2 separate regions of the Gossypium hirsutum genome follow, and region 1 is linked to region 2. A link is a contact called in public Hi-C data. All regions are on one chromosome and are shown on one strand. Each heading gives the region's core, a stretch centred on a gene start, on an enhancer-like site or on the middle of the called end of the contact. The rest is flanking DNA. Distances are from core to core; before and after follow the strand shown.

What was found. A called contact is a pair of places that touch in the nucleus more often than the background predicts.
Region 1: a contact with region 2 is called in a Hi-C map of leaf, with 2.4 times the contacts expected there. The contact joins the promoter of LOC107886379 here to the promoter of LOC107886428 in region 2. A contact is called at or near these places in 2 of 34 Hi-C or Micro-C datasets (callus and leaf).

Annotation. Positions count from the first base shown.
Region 1 is chrA03:77,100,364-77,104,884 of Gossypium_hirsutum_v2.1, forward strand. LOC107886379 reads left to right here and starts at 1,506. Exons shown (of 1, transcript XM_016810313.2): 1 at 1,506-1,984. The coding sequence starts at 1,586. The coding sequence ends at 1,795. LOC107886378 reads right to left here. Exons shown (of 2, transcript XM_016810310.2): 1 at 3,851-4,521; 2 at 2,287-3,249. The coding sequence starts at 4,238. The coding sequence ends at 3,230.
Region 2 is chrA03:76,566,194-76,571,493 of Gossypium_hirsutum_v2.1, forward strand. LOC107886428 (nuclear transport factor 2A) reads left to right here and starts at 2,162. Exons shown (of 2, transcript XM_016810382.2): 1 at 2,162-2,793; 2 at 3,978-4,317. The coding sequence starts at 2,500. The coding sequence ends at 4,052. It overlaps LOC107886426, which reads right to left. Exons shown (of 2, transcript XM_016810381.2): 2 at 4,153-5,117. The coding sequence ends at 4,686.

The DNA.
Region 1 (4,521 bases), core at 256-2,755, 530 kb after region 2:
GTTCAATATATCTTTTTACTTTACAGCATCATGTTTAAAATAGACATTTTATATATTTTCTTAAAAACACTTTTTAATAGCAATAGTAATCACTATCAATCTTTTCAAAAGCATTTTTCAACTTCAACAATAAACTGGTTTTAAAATGAAATCAAGAGTTCGAATAATAATTGTTTAACTTGATGACTTGGTCCACACAACAGCTTAGATCAAATGTGACAATTACGTAGATTCAACAAACAATGCAATGGTATCCATCCTTTGTAAAACATTGTGATGACATACAATGTTTATTACTTTAACTCTAATGTGAGTGTTGACATTTGATTTTTTTGAAAAAAAAAATTCAAGTAAAATGATAGAATATAGCATATTGGTGCTACCAAAAAGGGAAGTCTTAGTATACCATTACAATGGGACCTGGCATGGACAGCCTTTGCTATTATTCTTCTGGCTTTCAAAGTCTTGAAGAATCAATTTTTGAAACTTTATACTATCAGATTTTAGGAATAAGGTGGCTTTGCTTATAGTTGATGCAGATGCTCCCCACGGAATAAGCCGATATTTCACTACATATGCGCATATATATTCTTCATGATAGATTTTGGACTAAATTTAATGATTTGTAGTTGTATCAATTACTTGATGCCGGGTGTTTTGCAATCAAACATAAAATCTAAAATCAGCCACGAAATGAAAGAAAATGGTTTGACAGGCCATTTGACTTTGGAGTTTCTGATGTAATTCACCAACAGCTTTTGATTTAGACTTCAACCGGACATGATTGGGAATTTTAACTAAATCAAGCAACATGACTGTTAGGCATTAGTCGGAATCCACTTCTTACCCAAAAATAATGACCCCGCTGAAGAGAGTGCATTTGGATTCTTTTACATGTATAATGACTTTATATTATGATGCAAAAATGTTGAATCCAATCCATACCATGTTCAAACTTGTCTACTAGGTTAAGATTGCTCCTTTTATATATTATTGCCATGCTGGATAAAAGATCCTGCCAAGGCCTTACCTTTTTGTGTAATATGGTAATTATATATATATGTTCTTATTCCTTTTTCATAAGGTTATTTTTTAGAAGAAAAAAAGCAATAACAGAAATACATGGTTCAATTGCAACTCATAGATTCACACTTTAAACGAATTTCTAATTCGAATTCAACATGTGTAAAAAGAAAAATAGAACTTGGAAGCTCTGAAATTGAAATCAAATCATGTGACAACTGCTTGCAGTTTAGGAATTCTTCCATGTTCTGGAAAAAAAAAATTAAGAAAAGGTAAAGGAATAAAAACCAAAGACGGTTCTTATTTGTTAATCAGAAAAAAGGAAAGAAATATTAATTATATTAGCTAAGGATAGACAGACGATTACAATTTACAGTCATTGGAAAGGGACGGACGATCCGTAATGTTGCCACGTTGTTATTGCAGTGGCATCTGTCGAGAACCCACGATGTAGACATGCATGTATATATTTCCCTCTCCCCGTGCGTTGTTTGCTTCTTTCAACCACAACCCACCTTTTTTCAAAGCTTCATTCATTCCAAGAGAGTGTGAAGAGTAAAGTATGGCGGACTGGGGACCGGTGGTGATAGCGGTGGTGCTATTTGTGTTGTTAAGTCCAGGATTGTTGTTTCAGTTGCCAGGGAGGAACAAAGTGGTGGAGTTTGTGAACATGCAAACCAGTGGGATTTCCATTCTTGTCCATGCTATTATCTTCTTTGGACTCATCACTATCTTCCTCATCGCCATAGGTGTTCACATCTACACTGGATAGCCTGCCACTCTTATTATTGTGTTTTGTAAGATTTAGTCCTTTTTTTTTTCTTTTATTACCCTTCTGATTGGTTAATGTATTTCCCCAGGGTGAAGTGTTTGGTTTTGGATTGTTATCTTGTTGGCCTTAATGCAGTAGTAGAATAATAGAAATGATTGGTGAAATAGCAAAATTGTGCTTTTATTTGTATGTTCGGACTCTGAGGATAATATCACAACTTTCTGGACAAAAATTAGTTTTGAAGGAAACAACAACAAAGAAGAAAATAAATAAATAAATATAAAGTAAAAAGACCTCTTTAACAGACACCTGCCTAGTAGATAATTTGTCGAAGTGTCTTTTTTTGCTTGTTTTAACCTTCCATTTGGATAAGAAATTCTATGCTGATTAGCTGATGAAGATTTTGAACGTTAAAAAACAAAGCAACGGAAGTCCCTTAAATCCAACAAGTAAACGATGGGAGAGACTTGCACGCAATAAAGGGTTGGTAATAACCAAAATAGAACACCAATAGTTGTATTCACAAAGACGCTATAATACATCCACATATCTCAGTTACATATGAAGCAACATTTATACACATTTCCAGCATGCATTACTACTGGAAGAAAGCCTGGTACAATAGGTTTCCCAAGAACTCCAGTGCTCCTCAATTATCCAACCCATATTCCAACTCTCTTGTCTCGATCTTGTTTTTCTCTTCACATAAGTTTCCATGCTGCAATGCCACAATTCCCACAGCGTTTTGAATATAAAGTCTTATCAGTGATCTGCTAAATCTTTGCATTAAATTTTATAGATTGAAGAAGAGATACATTCATGTCACGCAAACAAGGATAAAATTTAGCAGCCTAACGCAAAAGGTAATTGATTCAAATGATTCCCAAGGATCGGAGAGCGGCAGGGTATAATAAGTAAGGAAATTTGTTGCAAAACGGGTCATTAATGCGATATCATGAACCTATTATAACCTTAAGCAATGCCATAATAATTAACATCAAGGCTCAGTTTACCTGTTCGAGTTAAACCCAAAGCTCATTTCAAATCAAATATTAAAAAAAACCAAACCTCATAGACAAAAACTCATTTTTTCCCCCTTTTTAACTAGTAAAAAAGTTTTTTCCCGTGCTGTAGGAAGAAAGATCTGCATTGGATTGCATAAAAGGTTCAGGAAAGGCATGCACCAAAGATCAACAGATAAATAAAAGATTGGACAAACTAGAAAGCATAATTTTGGTGAAGAGTAAACAACATATTTGATATTCGAAAGCATTGAAAGCATTCCGAATAAAAGGAGATGGGGAATATGGGGTGTAACAAGACAGGAACTTCTTAAATCCTACCAACCAAAGGTTCGGCCACCACCAAAACCAACCTGAAAGAGAGTTCCCATTAAGCTCTGTTTCACAGTTTCTTTTCTCCTAGGTTTGGTGCTCACCTCTCATAGCTGCAACCTGCAGTTCAGCACTACACTAGTAAAAATACAAAATATCAAACGCCAAATTTTAGCAGAATCTATCAAAAGCGATTTAAGGCTAATAAAAAAATGCAGAGGATGGAACAGAATTAATTCCTGCGAACAAAAGAGGCACTTCGCAAAACATAGCTCTAATTCACAATATCCTACTTACTTAGTCCTCTAAGTTCAATAAATATCATCCTCCTTTTTTTAATCTTCACCCATTCAACTATCAATCATGAAATATACCCCCAATCTCAAACCTACAAATCTTACAGTATATTGCCATTATTAGCGTGCTATTGAAATCAGAGTCACTTAATGATGAAATCCAGTAACTTGACAAAAACGTACGAAAGGAAGAACCTAGGGTTTATTATAAAGTTCTTTCTTTTCTTTTTTATGTACAATTTCCAAATTAATCCAAAAAAAAATTAGGAGAACCTAGAATTGAACACATTTTTATCCCCAGTCCTTCACGAAAACAGATAATGCGACATCAACAGGTAAAAAGTCACAATTTAAGAGAAAAAGTACATGTAAAATACAACACAAAATCAACCCATTCAAGAAGAAATAATCAACAAACAAATTACCAGGGATATCCTTTCGCCGCGAAGGAGGGGCCATGGCGTAACACAGAATCGAACGACCTAACATGGAGACCGTTGAAACAATCCCAACAACGTAACAAACCATGACCAAACCAAGAACCCAAGGCATCAACATGAACCCTATAAAGAAAGTAACTGATCCACACAGCATCAACGAAATAGATATTCCTAGCATCAGCCAAGCGAATCCCGCCGGCGGTATCGTCGTCATCGATGCCGTTCGCGGAAGAGGAATCCTCTCCGGGGCGGCTGGTTGGTCAGAGAAGGGAAGCGGCATCGTAGGCAATCGTAGAAGATTTAGGACCAGCGCCAACAGCTCGTAGAAAAACCTTGATTGTTGGCACTGATTTCGTTGTTGTCTTCTCATCATCTTTTTCTTCTCAAAAAAATTCCTAGATGAAAATTGTCCTAACCCTATAATCCGAGCCGGGGGGGGAGTGAAAATTGGAAACAATAACTAGAATTTATTTTTGCTAAAACGAGGCAACCGGAAAAACGAGTACACAGTTATCAAAACCACCGTTTAATTGGAGAAAAATTAACAATCAGAGGGTTCCAGCCAAGGCTAAGGCTTTGTTTGTTTCTCATGAAAATTTGGAGGGTAACCAAAAGATAAAAGTGACGCGGCGCTGCTGTTATTCCATTTAAATGGA
Region 2 (5,300 bases), core at 912-3,411:
AAGAGGAGGAGGAAGGAGAAGGGAGACTAAAGTATATTGCTTAAGGGAGTAAAAGTGGGAATAAGATCCCTTTTGTATTGTATGTTAGGTATATATAGGGAGAAAGTCTCCTTGCTTGTAATGTCACGTCATCAACAACACGAGTGGTGGCCTGCTCGTGTGGTCAGTCAAGTAGCAAGTCTAGGGTATATTGCTAAAGGGAGTAAAAGTGGGAAGAAAATCAATTTTGTATTGTATGTTGGGTATACATAGGGAGAAGGTCTCCTTGCTTGTAATGTTACGTCATCAACAGCACGAGCGATGGCCTGCTCATGTGGCCAGTCAAGTGGCAGGCCTGTTATATGTTGGTTGTTGTTAAGTTTAATTTTGTGTGGGCATACTCTAACATTCCATTTACGGAGGTAGTAGAAGCTTGTTAGGCTTCAATAGTCCCTTGGTGGTCCCCTCTTGGGGATAAGAATGGGTCGCTAATAGTAGGTGGCTTGATAGGAAAGTGAACAGTAGAGGTGTCCATAGGTCGAGTTGGGTCAGGTTCTGACTAAGTCCAATCAAAATCTTAAGCTTGATTGGTAGGCTTAGGCTTGGCCTGACCCAAAAAACAAGATTAAATTTTTGTCAAAACCCGGCCCAGTTTATATATATGAAACTCAAGCCTGGCCCGATTTGGCCAATTTTTTAAAAAAATTATTATTATTTTTTTATGAGCATATTGTTTGCTTGAAGAAAAGAACAAATTTGGTTCTTTTCGTTTCACATAACATAAGGATTTCTACACCAAATATTTAGGTTTCCTTTGATGAAATGAGGTAAGCCAGTGTGTATATATATTCTTGCTTCACCAAACCCCAAAACATTTACTATTTTTCTTTATTATGCTTGTTTAGAATAATACGATATAAATAAACTAATTTTATCAAAGAAAAGAAGACGACGAAAAAGAAAATGAGATGGGTAATTTTCTTTCTAAACAGACCATCCATGGCTGCCGCACCGTTACAAGTTTCTACTTTCGGAGAGGGAAACACTGCTTCGATTAATGATAGTACTAGTCATAATAAACCTTCCCAACTATAAAGAAAGCAATCTACAAAGCAGAAGTATGGGTTTATTGCTGATAACTTCTCAACCTTCGATCAGGTTCCTTTTTTTTCCCCCTCAACTTGAAAAGAAAAGAAAAGAAAACTAGGAAGCAGGAAGAAGTAGATATGACAAATGAAGCAAGAAGCATCAGTGGCAAAAAAGTATGAAGAAAAAAAATTTAGTCATTAAGGATTAAGGAAGGGGAAATAGAGATCGAAAAGGGAATTAAGGATTGGGAAGAGAAAGAGGAATATGAGGAACTTGGTTTGCTGGGAACAGGGGTAAAATATTTAGGTTAATAAAATCAGGCTAGGCTCGAGCTGAAAAAACTTTACTTGAAACCCGATCTATTTTTTAAAAGGGTCTTATTCATAAGCATAAACTCAATTTTTAAGCCTATATTTTTGTCCAAACCCTCTTATATTTTGGGCGAACGACCCGACCCATGGACAAGTATAATGAACAGGCGATCAAAGGCGGGTGGGGTGCCTTTCCTATGGGTGGCATAAAATATGTTAATGGTTGATTATGAGGTGACCAACTGGAAGTTCATCTGTAGGGGCCTTTTAAATCACTTCTCTTGTTGTTACATATCTAAGCAGAGTAGGGGTATAGCAAAAATGTTTATAATTTTTATATATTTAATTTTTTTAATTTTAAATTACTTGCTGAGTGACATACACAACAAAATAGGAGCACGACAATTATAATGTACTTGTACATATGGTATAATTTCTAATGGTTTTGTTAAATTGTAGTGAAAATTTTTCAATTTGATAAAAACTCAAAAGATAAAAGGGTTCAAGATAGAAAAAAAAAGAAGAAGCATATGCCAAATTCACAAAAGTTACAAGTGTTAGAGGTTTAACAGGTAATTATACTTCAATTTTAAACGGAATTAATGAAAGAAAAGTTATTCAATGGACTGACAATGAGTCATTTAAAAAGTAAAGATTCAATCAAACAAAAGTAATGAATTAAATCCAAACAAATTGATAAGTAGAGGGACTATTCTTAAGATTTACCAATAAATTTGCTTGGCTTAGCTGCGTTATATTGACGCAAAGAAAAGAGGGTGTATAAGTGAGGGCCCTTTCTACAGTGACTGATAAATAAAATAAATGAAAGAAATGAAATTAAGAAAAACACGCCGGCAGGCATCCACTGTTCGATTTTGATATTAATTTTTTATGATTCAAAATGAACCGTTGGATCAATCCTCCTATAAATACACCTCAATATTTATTATTATAAATAAGAAAAAAAAGAGATAAAAAAGGAAAACCCTCTCTCAAATCTTGGCTCGCCAGTCGCCTCTCTTTCTCCTTCTTCTTCTTCATTCTGTTGGCTGCTGCTGCTGCTTTGGTGGCGTGATTTAGAAGCCACAACTCAATTTCATATAAAGAAAAAAAAAGTGAGATGGATCCAGACGCAGTAGCCAAGGCCTTCGTCGAGCACTACTACTCCACATTCGATGCCAACCGGGCCGGTTTAGCCAATCTCTACCAGGAAGGTTCCATGTTGACCTTCGAAGGTCAAAAGATCCAGGGCTCTCAGAGCATCGTCGTTAAACTCACCAGCCTTCCTTTCCAGCAGTGCAAGCACAACATCACCACCGTCGATTGCCAGCCTTCCGGCTCCGGCGGCATGCTCGTCTTCGTCAGCGGTAACCTCCAACTCGTTGGCGAGCAGCATGCTCTCAAGTTCAGCCAGGTATTTTTCTTATTAGCTCAGCCATCTACGGCTAATCTTATGTGTCACTCTTGAATTCATCGGTTATATCCTTGTGTTAATTTCACGATTCCATTTCGTATTGGTGGATCTTTTAAGTTGGTGTTTTGATCTGACCGAAGCCGGAGCGGGAATGGAAATGTTCTCTATGGGATCTTAATAATGGTCTTATCTGTGATGTTTAAGCATTAATGCTCATCGGATTTGCTTAAGATTACAGTTCCAGGAATTGCACATTTTTCATTCATTTTGCATCTATATTGATGGGATTGGTTCAGGTAAAAAAAATGTTATTTCGGCTATAAACCCGATTTCATTAAATTGTGCCATAATACGTTTTGGAAGATGTGGATTTGTTTTTGGATCCACCATCTTTCCATAGAACCTGCTCCACTTTTACTTTGTTTTGCAACCTGGAACTGCACATTTACATGTTCCTTGTCATCAATTATTTGGACCGTGTCGGTCCTGGATATTCCTATCCTCTTGCTATAAGCGTGGTGTGGGCCGTAGTTGTGTAGGTAATTATACTATAGACACTGCATTCAAGAGCTTGCTTTTGTTTCATTTTGTTTATTGCGCCCTTTGCTTGTACTCATTTCATTTTTATACTTGTCTTTTTCGCATAAGTGACAGAGGTCCTCTCAGTGCTCACTCTGAACAATTATCTGCCATCTCCCTTGATGTTGTTTCTTGCGACTCTACTGGATATAAAAGAAAATCCACTACCACATGCCCCTTCCTCACCTGGAGACATTGATGATTTCCTTATGGTTTATGTCTTTCATTCACGTGGAGCAAACTTTTATATGTGTTTCATCTATGTTGATAGTTAACCAATGTTTATCCCAGATTACATTTTTTTTGAAGTACACATCTGTATTCAACATATTTTTGGGTATAGATATGGGGATATGAGCCTCCAAGATCCTCTAAATTTTATAACTTGGAGGAAATTGAATATACAGACATCGACATTAACACCCCAATTTGAGCAACATAGTAGTTAACCGTTTTATGTTGCCTAAAATTATGAATGCAAAGACATTATGTTTTTAATGTTCTGTTTAGAAAACTAATAGATATTGCATCCACCAATGCCTTGGTTCAGTTTCATTAACAACTTTACTAACCTAGGTTATCTTTATGTTGCATTCTGCTATCAGATGTTTCATTTGATGCCAACGCCACAGGGAAGCTTTTATGTGTTGAATGACATATTCAGGTTGAACTACGCGTGAAGACGATGATTAATCAAGGGATGGGAATACAATGCCTGAGGATTTAAAACACGTTTTGCCTATTTTAGGCTCTAATGAAATTTGGAATTTTGTTTTTTTGGGGGATGATTATGTTTCGTGTTCCATTATGGTTTCCATATCTCTCCATATTTCAGGGACTGATTGGTTCAGTTGGTCAAAGACGCTATCCTGTGAATTGGATGTTTTGATTGAGACTTATTTCAGTTATTTTCAAATCAAATGAATCATAGATATGTATATGCAATTGTATGCCCACTGTGAATGTTTTTTCTGTTTCCTTGTATTATTTTCGTTTGAAAGGATTGAATCTTGTTCGTGCACATAACACGGGTCTGGACCTTGGTTTTGAAACATTGGGTGGTTAATGTTGTGATATACACAAGCACATATGATTATCTTGGAATCACAGATGTATTATTGGATTAGAAAAGCCCAATGAAAACAATCTTTAAAACTGAGTTAAAAACCAAAGCAAAGGAGAGTAGAATTTGGATTATTGATTGATTATAATAGATGGAATCCTAAATAAAATTATTATTTCGATACTTTGCTACTTACTTTTGAACAAAATAAACAAAAACTATGATTGGTAAAACCTTGGATGGCTCCCACTCAGTGTCCTTCACCGCTGGATCCCAGATGTGGGAACTCGGGAAGTTGAAGAGAGGGAGGTGAAGCTGAAGCATCAACAAGGTGATTACAATGTTGTTGTGTAGGTTTGGCTCGACCTTTGAGCAGTGTAACAAGCCAACTTCCAACAGATTTGAAAGGGTGAGTGAGACCATTTTTAACCTGGAGGAGGAGTGATGCTTCAGAGACTTGCCAGAACAAAGTGACGACAATCATCACCGAAAGAAGGCCATGGGTTATGGTATTCTGCTTCTTTATTGCTTTAAGCTCTTTCACCAATTCTTCAACACCCATTCCCCCACGTCCACTGCCATTTTCACTTTTTGCCTCTGCTTTATCATCTTTAGCCCTTGGAAAATTTAACTCCTCAACTTCAGATTGCTTCAGGTTGTTATTTTCTTTTAATGATTCTAACTGTTCAACAACAGCATTACAACATTAAAAATAAATCCCAATGATGTTTAAATCAGTTCTTCAAGATGAAGAAAAACCCATTTTTGATGGGGGGGAATTAGAACTATGGAGTTGGCGAGTGTAAGGGCATCTTAAATGGGGATTTTGCAAACGAGGTCTGGTTAGTTCATATGAAGTTGCTCT